Linked DNA regions of Mus musculus: region 1 is linked to region 2. A link is a contact called in public Hi-C data. All regions are on one chromosome and are shown on one strand. The core of a region is the stretch at or near the end of the contact, and the rest is flanking DNA. Distances in the headings are between cores, read along the strand shown.

Region 1 (4,911 bases), core at 1,001-3,500, 270 kb after region 2:
GCGCTATTCTTTATAAAAATTACACATTTCCTCAGTATGTCTTTTGGGGAAACCAGTAAGTGTGTCTGTTCTGAGAGAAAGAAACTCTGGGTTCTGGGAACATGAAGTCTATATTTTGTTTCTGTCTGAAAGGAATCAGGTTCCTTGGAAAAGTGATAGATTCTATAGGTGGGGCAGAAAATATTTGTGATGAATGTGAAATCATGATCAGAATATGTGTTAACCTCAAGAAGCCCCACTGGCTCGAGATGGAGAGAAGAAGCCCCAACATTTAATGCACCAAATATGGAAAATGGGAAAGAGCAAAGGTCCTTGGGAGGGTGTTGGGCAGCAACCTACTCTTTGGAAAAAAAAAAAAAATAAAGAGTAGAGCATTTATCGTACCGCTTATTTGTTTTTCTTTTGTTTTATATCACTCAATTGAGGAGGGGGAAACTCTTCCTTCAAATTCTTCTGGCTAACAGATTTTGCAGGAACGACATAGAATGTCTCCACTTTGCTAATTCTAAAGGATGCTGGACCTAGACAATGATCATCCATGGACCACTAACTAATGAGTGACAGGAACCCTGACCATGGAGGCTTATCAGATGAACATTTTCCCTGCTCACTGATCAGTTCTAACATCAGCAAGTGGGGAGAGCTGGAATCATGGGAGTCCTGAGACAAATACAACTGAAACGGGGTCAGATCCTCCCTACACAGAGAATAAACTCTGTACTCTAATCACACGTTTGTATTAATTGTGCATGGTCACAGAAGAATAAATTATTTGACAGTATAGCATCAGTGCACCTATTATTTGAAACGTTCTATGGCCCAAAATTTCCATTTTCTTTTCAGGACAGAGGAACACGTGCATGGCAGAAGGCCAAGGGGAAGTACTATGAACCCCCAAGGACAGGGGAGACTGACACCAATGAGCTCAGTGGATCCTGAGCTGAACAGTCCAGAGGGAAAAGTGCATTTTGGAGGACACTCGGGTCCATTTGAAAGATGGCTTGCTTATCAGATTGTATACCATGATTATTAAATGTATTTTGCGTGATAGTGAGCGAGCTCTGAACTCTGGTCTACTAACAACACACAATGGCAGGCCTAGAGTTAAAGAGACACAGTATCTGGGCTAAGCTTATTACAAACACAAAACGATACATGAAACAAGGTAGGTCTGATTCAGACTGGGCTTTTCGGTTCCTATAGAGCATTCTTTGAGGGGTCACTTGAGGTGAGAAAACAGAATTTGGGTAAAATGAATGCAAAAATAATAAAAGGGAAGCTATGCTTAGCAGCATTGTCTTTGACGGGTAGCTATTTTGGCTAATATTAGATTATACTCAAAAGTACCAGAAATACCCCTATTGCCCACGTCAAGATAAGGACTTCATTGTCAAGGCCTACCAGTTCCTTGAAGAACTTCCTTCTGCTTCAGAAACCATCTTGATTACTGATGAAGAAGACAGGGCAGTGGGGTTTGTGTCTCTGCTTCTGTGGCAGCTGTGTTATCATGTCCTTTCTGTTCTCATTAGTCAACCAGAGCCGACTATTGGTCAAGAGAACTCTACCCAGCTCAGTGGAAGTTGGTTCCTTTAGGACAACCCACTGTTTTTTCCTTTTTCCTTTTATTTTTCTTCTTCTCCCAGGAAAGTCTTCAGATATTTTATCTAGTTCAAATCTCATCAATGGGAATCCCCCTTTCTTCCCTTTTGTGCGTTATCCTTGAGTTTATGTAAGGTGAGCAATTTTAAGTCCTCCTGAATGAAGCAATCTGGGCTAAAGTTAGAAAAAAAATATGAGAGAGAGAGAGAGGGGGGGGGGGTGGGGGGAGAGGGAGAGGGGGGGAAGGGAGGGGGAGGGGGAGAGGGATCGTATTGTCCAAGGCGCCTTCAAATATGCTCGCACAAACCACGTGACACAGACTCTTTGCTCCAGTAGGTTTTTATCCTTCTTGTATCATTAGAACAATCAAACTCTAGTGTTAGACCGACAGAAGATGGCAATGTATTAGTATTTCCTCACACTCTGCCTAGAGGGAATTTTGACCCCAGAAAGCAGTTCTCTGGCAGGAAACAGTGGGAGAAGACATGAAGTGAGACAATAGAGAGGATTTTCCAGGCTGTTTATCTACCCACCACCATGTTTTCCTGGGCACAGATCTGAGCCCTTAAAACCAAAACAACCTAGACTGAAAAGGTAACACAAAACATTCCCCGCGGCCATGGCTACGCAGTCCCTTGGTATTGCTGCCATCTATTGGCACCAGGTGGTAACACCGGACAAAGTGAAGCCCTAGGGTGTTTGGTGTTTGTTTCCCTGAATACCAATGGTCCCACAGGTAGAACAGACTTACTTCAGAGAGGGCGGATCATATGATAAGACTTTAGTGGTGAAAATATATGTATGTGATATATATTCTTGAGAAGGGCTGTGCGTTTGTGCTATCTTAACGTGCCCCCAAAGGGCTCCTACCAGCTGAAGAGACTAAACAGGGTAGGATTAATACCCACGAAAGCCAGTGGAATAACCTTCGCAGTTCTTCTGTGTTACAGCAGAGAATCCCATGGCCCTTTGCGGCAGGTTTTAGAGGATGGTAAAGATTTGTCCCATCTGAACGATTACTGTAAGTGTTGGGTTGTACTAAACTCATCATTATTTGAGGAAAGTGGTCTTTATTCAGTTTCTGTCTGTGTACCCAGTGGCTCAAAGTCTCTAAGCCATAGGGATTTTCTTGATCTTAGGACAGAGTCATGAGAACCTCTGGGTAAAGTGTTAGGACTATCACCCTACAGTGCATTTTCCCACTCTTCTGGATTCAGGCCAACAGTTAACGTTAATTTTTAATGAAATGACCTAACATATTTTAAAACAATTACAACTTCTTTGATTAGTAGGCAGCTACAGCTTGTGCTTCTTGGCTGTCCTACCTGAGCTTGGCTACCACTCTCCGGGGGGACTCCCCAGGTTTAGTATGTGGCTTGCCTGTGTCATGACACTGGAGACTCCTGCCACAGTTCAGGAGGTATACTGGGGGACATAGAAGCTACTTCAGAAGGAGGGGAGTCATTTAGGCCTTCTGTCTCCATGTCTCCGTTGTAGTTTATGTATATTCATTTAAGAAGCTTTTATGGATGAAATGACCTAGCATTAATTAAACTTATCTTTACAAACAAGATGAGGCGATTCTAATTGAAAAATTTGCTGATTCAACAGAATAAGTAATTACTAAAACCTTGTACCTAAAAATGAAATCAAAGTACAAATAATAGATGATATCAAGGAAGATGGAGAAGAAAGTTCAGAAAAGTCCACACTACTGTAGGTCCTGGTCAGTTTCTGGATAAGGAAAGAAATCCAGGTTAAATCAGGTGAGTCTGTGGGCCTCCTTAGAGATTATAGGGAATCCCCAGGACAACTAGCTGCAGCCTCAGATGATAAGATACACTCACCGTTAATTGTTGAATGAATATACCTTTATTCCAGAAAAAGTCCACTTATATGTTCACTGTAAAAGACATATCCAAGTCGCAAAACAGTACGGTTAGTTTCTGTAAAATGGCCTGAGTAAAAAACACACCAAGAAATTAATATTAAAACTAAAGATAATTTAGCATTATTAACATTAGGTAAAAAAATGAAATAATAAACTAAAATCTGAGAAGTTTGACCCTGGTAAATGCTGACAAAGTAAAAGTATGTAATACTCAGGGGTATTTTACAAATTTAATAATGTAGCTTTGCAAAGAAGAAAGCAAGAGCCCAGTACTACAAAGGACAAATTCATAATTCTACTCTCATTATAAGATATTTTAAGAAATTTACCTCAATACATTTTAAAAAGACAGTGATCAACAATTAAAAAGAAAAAAAACGAGATTTATACACACAATTAACACACAGAACCCAATACTTTCTAAGCATTCTTTACAAGCTTATAAAAATGGATTTCGTAAGGCCCAGTAATTGATAACAGGAAGATTAAGATCTTTGACCACAGTAGAATAATTAGAACATAAAAATAAGCAGGTGGCTCCCCAGACCTACACTTTCCAGAATAGGTACTTTTCAGGAGAGCGGAGTTTGGGTGGTAATCCAAGCAGTCTAGGAATCAGGCCAGTGACAGCATAGCCACTAACTTCACCCTAAGCTGCATGAAGCCATGTGCCTGACCAGGCCGTCTCATGGTGAGGGAGGGCATTTGCTTTTAGCTTAATGGTCCCTTGTGACAGAAAGAGTGCCATCCATCAGAGGTGCCGATCAGGTACCAGAGGCTCGTCTGTGGACTATGAGCCTCCGTGATCAGACTGCAGAGGTGTGGCCAAAGTTGGTATCATACATTCTGGCCAGTGGAAAAACAATAGGCAAAAAGTACCCCATTAGAGAGGAGCTGGATTTGAGCATGAGTTTCATTAATAGCTCAATTATAGAGTTAGGACTTCTCATTCAGAATGACCTTGGCTTTTTTGTTCACTCATTGGGTAGGGAAGTCCTATAATCATTTCCCTGAAAACATCATCAAGTGGAGAGGAAGTGATTAAGGAACTATTTATAGAATCTCAGCAGTCTCTGGGATTTGAAGTTAGCTACCAACTTTATAGCCTTTGTTAGCAAGAGGAAGCTAAAAGATCTGAGAGTGGACATTGATCCGAGGGTTGGCAGTGCAATGCATTTGGTTGTCCTTAATCTTATATTGAGATTCCCCTTCCTCATTTTTTTTTTTTTTTGAGGGAGAGCAGCAAGTAGATTATCCTGGTTACTAGGCAAAAATGCAGGACTGTCATGAGTCGGGATTGAGGACAGAGGCGAGAAGGAAGCCTGGGACTGGGAGGTTAGGTTATAGCTATTTATTCATAAGTAGTAACAAGTAGCAAAATGGGATCACATTCTTTCACACACACACTTCACTAACCTCCT
Region 2 (4,692 bases), core at 1,513-4,012:
TCTTCATCCATGATGGGATGTTGGTGGGTCCAGTCACTTTCAAGTAATGGACAGATAATCATAGCTATTTATGGATGCTATTGCTGTGTGAAACCCAGAAGAATGCATTTTACTGGGTGGTTATGTGGTCCCCAGAGATAAAGTGACCATGCAAAAGCATTTGAAATAAGTTATGTTTTTTATTTGCATTCTTATAAGTTATAGGGAACTTTAGCAACCATTATCTCATGTGGTTTTCACATCAATACTGCATTGATGAGTTTTTTTTTTTAAAGAAGCCTGATAATTATTATAATGGAAGACAATTCAGATAAAAAAATACGGTAGAAATGGCAGAAGGAATCAGGAACTCAAAACATTTCCTTATTTTCTTTCCTTACTAAAGATTAATGACTCTTAGAGAATTAGTCCAGGGGAGGAAAGAGACCAGAATGAGGGCAACAAGGAACTAGGGAAATAAATGCACAAGAGCAAACTATAAAGACAACACACACACACACACACACACACACACACACACACACCACACACACCACACACACCACACACACATACACACACATACACACACACACACTGAACAATGCTATAAAAATTCATCACTTTATATGCTAACTTAAAATTTAATAAAATAATTAGTGGTCTTGTCTTCAAATACAAGTATATTTTTTAGGAAGGCCGAAGAGATGCTGCAAACACACAGGCGCCTTTCAGTGTTTTAGCTGTGGCAGACTGTGGTTATATTATAGTTACTTCTCTATTTGCTACAGACAGAGGAAGGGGTTCTTTTTAAACAAAGATGATCTCTCAAAACCCAGAGGGAAAGACTCTCAGTTATAAACAGTAACAGCCTCCAAAAGCAACTAAGGTTGCTTTTGCTCCATAGCAAATTACACCTTTTATATATTCTAAGTGTGAAAGGGCCTAGTGGTCCATCCTCTGGTACCTTTGGGCCACACTGGTTCACTAGAACGACTGTACCAGTTTAAGGCTTACATTAAAACCTTATAAAGTGAGGGAAAGGGAGGGGAAGTGGTCATCTGCCACACTGTTAGGGCTTCGGTGTTTCTTAGTAAATATTCAATAACTTGATTGAACTCTTAGCACATACATGACAGTGCTGATGACTTGGTCATGATGGGACAGAAATGTTTATTCTGTGCTAGTGAATGATCACAAAATCTCTGTCAGTTAGCATGATGTCCATGAAGAGGGATAATTTGAGCTTAAGGATATAAAATCTTTACTGCTATTTATTTATTTATTTATTTATTTATTTATTTATTATTTGATAACCACAAAGAACTGCAGCACAAACTTATGTGTTTCTGTTTTCAAACCACATCTTCTCTACAACACAGAAGTTGCAAGGCAGCTAATAAGCAGTGACTCTTAGCTGTTATAGACACAGGTTTTAATAATATTTCATGTCTTTGATGACTTCATGTAGATTAATGCAGGTTGATTCCAGTTAGCTTTTTTCTATTCCTTGGATTCAAAACCTATAAGCCCATGACTCAAAATAGTATAGTCACCCACCCATAACGACACAGAAAGAAAAGGTGGACATCTGTAACAGAAGATAAAAATGATCAAAGGACATGTTCAGTGTTGCCGGTTGCACACGGACATCTGACAGCTCTGTACCCAGGAACAACCACAGCAGGCCTGAAAACCCTGGAAGCCAGCAGGACTGTGGGACTCTTCTGGGATCAACAGGGAATATCTAGGTTCAATTTTCCACTCTGGCTCAGCCGTCCTGCTTGCTATAATAATTTTATTTCCCGCATATATGACAGTAATGTGGGAAAACTGTAGCTTCAGAATTTATTGGGGGTATTTCTGTAAGACTGTATGTAGCCTGGGTAGGATCCTACATCTCTGTAGTAATTAAAAGCCTACATCTGTGCTTCCTGGAGAAATTAAAGATGCTATTTTCAAACTGACTCTATTCTTCAGAGTGTCAGCTTTATAGATATAAGATCAGACAGAAATGTATAAAGTCATGATGTGGTGTTCATTGACTGAAGCAGTGCTTTATAACTGTCAATTTATTTAAAAGAAATGAAAAACAAAACCAAATAAACAAAGAACCAAACCAAACTAAAACAAGCAAACAAACAAAATAGGCTATCCAACACTTAGCAGAGACTAAAAATTTCCTAACATTTCTTCATAACACTACAAGTATCTTCTGATATTCTGAGTAAGGCCATATAGTTTTTTTTTCCTAAGAAGAGGGAAACAATACAAAGTTAATCATCTTTTCATGACTGTACAATACATAAAGAAACAAATATATATATATATATATATATATATATATATATATTGTTAGAGGGCTTGAGAAAATAGCTCAAGTTGCTAAGTGTTTACTGTATGCCATGGGCTAGGCGAACGTCAGGTTATTTCCTTTAACTATTGTACATGCATAGAGCATCACCGACCCTTAAAACAATCCAAGAAGTGAATTGTTAAAAGTCACTATGATAATAAATGGAAAAGCAAGTTCTCAGACCTAGTCTGGCCTGGCCTGAAAGTTAATCATCTTTTCATGACTGTACAATACATAAAGAAACAAATATATATATATATATATTGTTAGAGGGCTTGAGAAAATAGCTCTGTGAGCTTCAATTTCTGGATCTGGTGTCTCGTTTCCAGGAAACATGGAAACATTTTCCTGTGGTCCGAATGTTTCCTAATACGGCAGCAATGAGACCAAGTTGCAGTGCTTGGCATTGCTTATGTGTTTCCTAACAGAGACTTCGAGAGTCCAGATGGACAAAGAGAGCACCTCACACTGGGAGTGAAAGGTCACACAGAAGGGACGGTGAGTAATTTGTCATTTTAGAGGAAAGTGAATTAGTATTAAGGTTTTGTGGGACATCTGGTTCCTCCTGATGCATAAGCATTGTTGATATGTACCTCCTTCCCTCTCTCTCTGTTTAGGCAGTACCTTTTCATAGTAGATATTTCACTACCAAAGCAAGCTTGATATGGTGACAGCAGCCTTCTTAACTGTGTCTTCTGCAACCCATGGCTTTGCCACATTGGAAGAAGTTCCCTTTAAACCTCTTACACTTTCCCTGGACAGTATAGTATTCCGCTCAAATCCTATTTAGAGCTTTGTGACACTGACCACTTCCTGATATATTAGATTCCTATAGCTTCCAATTTGCCCCAAATAAACTGTCTTATCTTCCATGCATCATAGTAGTTAAAATGAATCATTTTGTTATTGTTAAAATGGGTTTCTAGCTGGGCATGGTAGCCCATGCCTTTAATCCTAACACTTGGGAGGCAGAGGCAGGCAGATGTCTATGAGTTTGAGGCCAGTTTGGTCTACAAAGCAAGTTCCAGGAGAGGCAGGGCTACATAGAGGAATCTTGTCTCAAAAACAAACAAACAAACAAACAAACAAACAAACAAACAAACAAACAGTCTCATTTAGCCCAGGTCAGCCTGGAATTCACTACATAGTTTGAGGCTGGCAGTGAACATTGGACTTCTGATCTTTCTGCCAAGTTCTGAGATTACAGACATGTTCCACCACATCCTTCTTTAAAAAAAATTCTTTATGGAACTCTACAATGGGGTGTGACTTACTATTAAACAAGAATCTATACATATGATTTGGGGCTATCCAAAGTGACTTCTCCATTGAAGTCAGAGTTTGGGTTATTAGCATGTTCTCATGCCTTGATTTGTATACGTCAGACCTGACATCAAAGAGATGAAATTCAATACCATTCATTATTGAGACATGGTCTCATTCTAAACACACTATGTTCTTATAATTAATTTTTTGTTGTTGTCTGGTTTTGGCTCTAGATTCTTAGTTTGACTTGCTCTGTGTTCCAAGATCCCAAATTCTACGTATTAAGTGATGCTATGTTGGCTTCCTGGACTCTAGCTTCCATTGGAAGCATTAATGGGAAGATGTGAAAGCAGAAGAGAAATGTTGGAGCAGTGGCCTGTCTGTCATCTGAGCTGGGACTCTCCCAGTTCCAGAGCTACTCATCTCTATTGCCTCCTAAGCCTGGGGTGGTAACAGCTTCCTGGGGCTGCTAAGATCTGCGTATGTGTTGGTTCTTTATGTGTGGCTATTCAAGTAAATATTACTTGTGCTGCCGAGTCACAGTGGGATAAGGTTCATCTACAAAGACGATGCTCAGGAAACAAGAATGCCCCCATGTTAAGTGCTGTCTGTGAATTCTTCAAGGATGAAACTTGTATCCTAGCATTGAGACTGATAGTTTCTCGACCATCCTTTTGTATTCAACGAGTGGTTTCTCGTGCTACTGTTAGATATTGAACAAATGTAAAAGCAAACCATGGCATACAGAGTAGAATTTAAATAAACAAAGCTACTTAAGAGTTGAGACTTGAGAGACAGACAAGGCTGGGTATGGTGACATATGCATGTCATCTTGGCACACAGAAAGGAAGCTACAGCAAGAATATTGAAAATTCTGGGCCTGCCAGGCAACGTCATGAGATTCTATCACCAAAACTAAACTCAAACAAAATGAAACAAGGAAACACAAATTCAATGAACCAACAGTATCAAAATTCACATTCAAGCATCGTTTAAGAACAAAGGAGGCACACACTTTACACCATCAAGCAGGAATAGCCACAGTAATGTGTGTCCCAACTCCTTTCCCCACTCAGGAAAAAAAATTCCGC

The links. A called contact is a pair of places that touch in the nucleus more often than the background predicts.
Region 1: a contact with region 2 is called in a Hi-C map of liver, with 5 times the contacts expected there. The contact joins two enhancer-like sites. A contact is called at or near these places in 1 of 15 datasets of contacts at CTCF or cohesin (pro-B cells), 2 of 484 Hi-C or Micro-C datasets (CD8 T cells and liver) and 1 of 115 datasets of contacts at active chromatin or transcription factors (VIP interneurons).

Annotation. Positions count from the first base shown.
Region 1 is chr15:56,044,826-56,049,736 of GRCm38.p6, forward strand. No RefSeq gene overlaps it. Among named protein-coding and RNA genes, the nearest start is that of Gm46516, 120 kb to the left of the region's middle. Within about 2 kb of position 2,251, at least 30 of the 459 cell types and tissues checked have an H3K27ac peak or open chromatin away from gene starts, as enhancers often do. A contact at or near this core is called in liver, where this site is marked.
Region 2 is chr15:55,773,964-55,778,655 of GRCm38.p6, forward strand. The region is part of intron 2 of Sntb1 (syntrophin, basic 1); the gene reads right to left. Among named protein-coding and RNA genes, the nearest start is that of Sntb1, 130 kb to the right of the region's middle. Within about 2 kb of position 2,763, at least 4 of the 459 cell types and tissues checked have an H3K27ac peak or open chromatin away from gene starts, as enhancers often do. A contact at or near this core is called in liver, where this site is marked.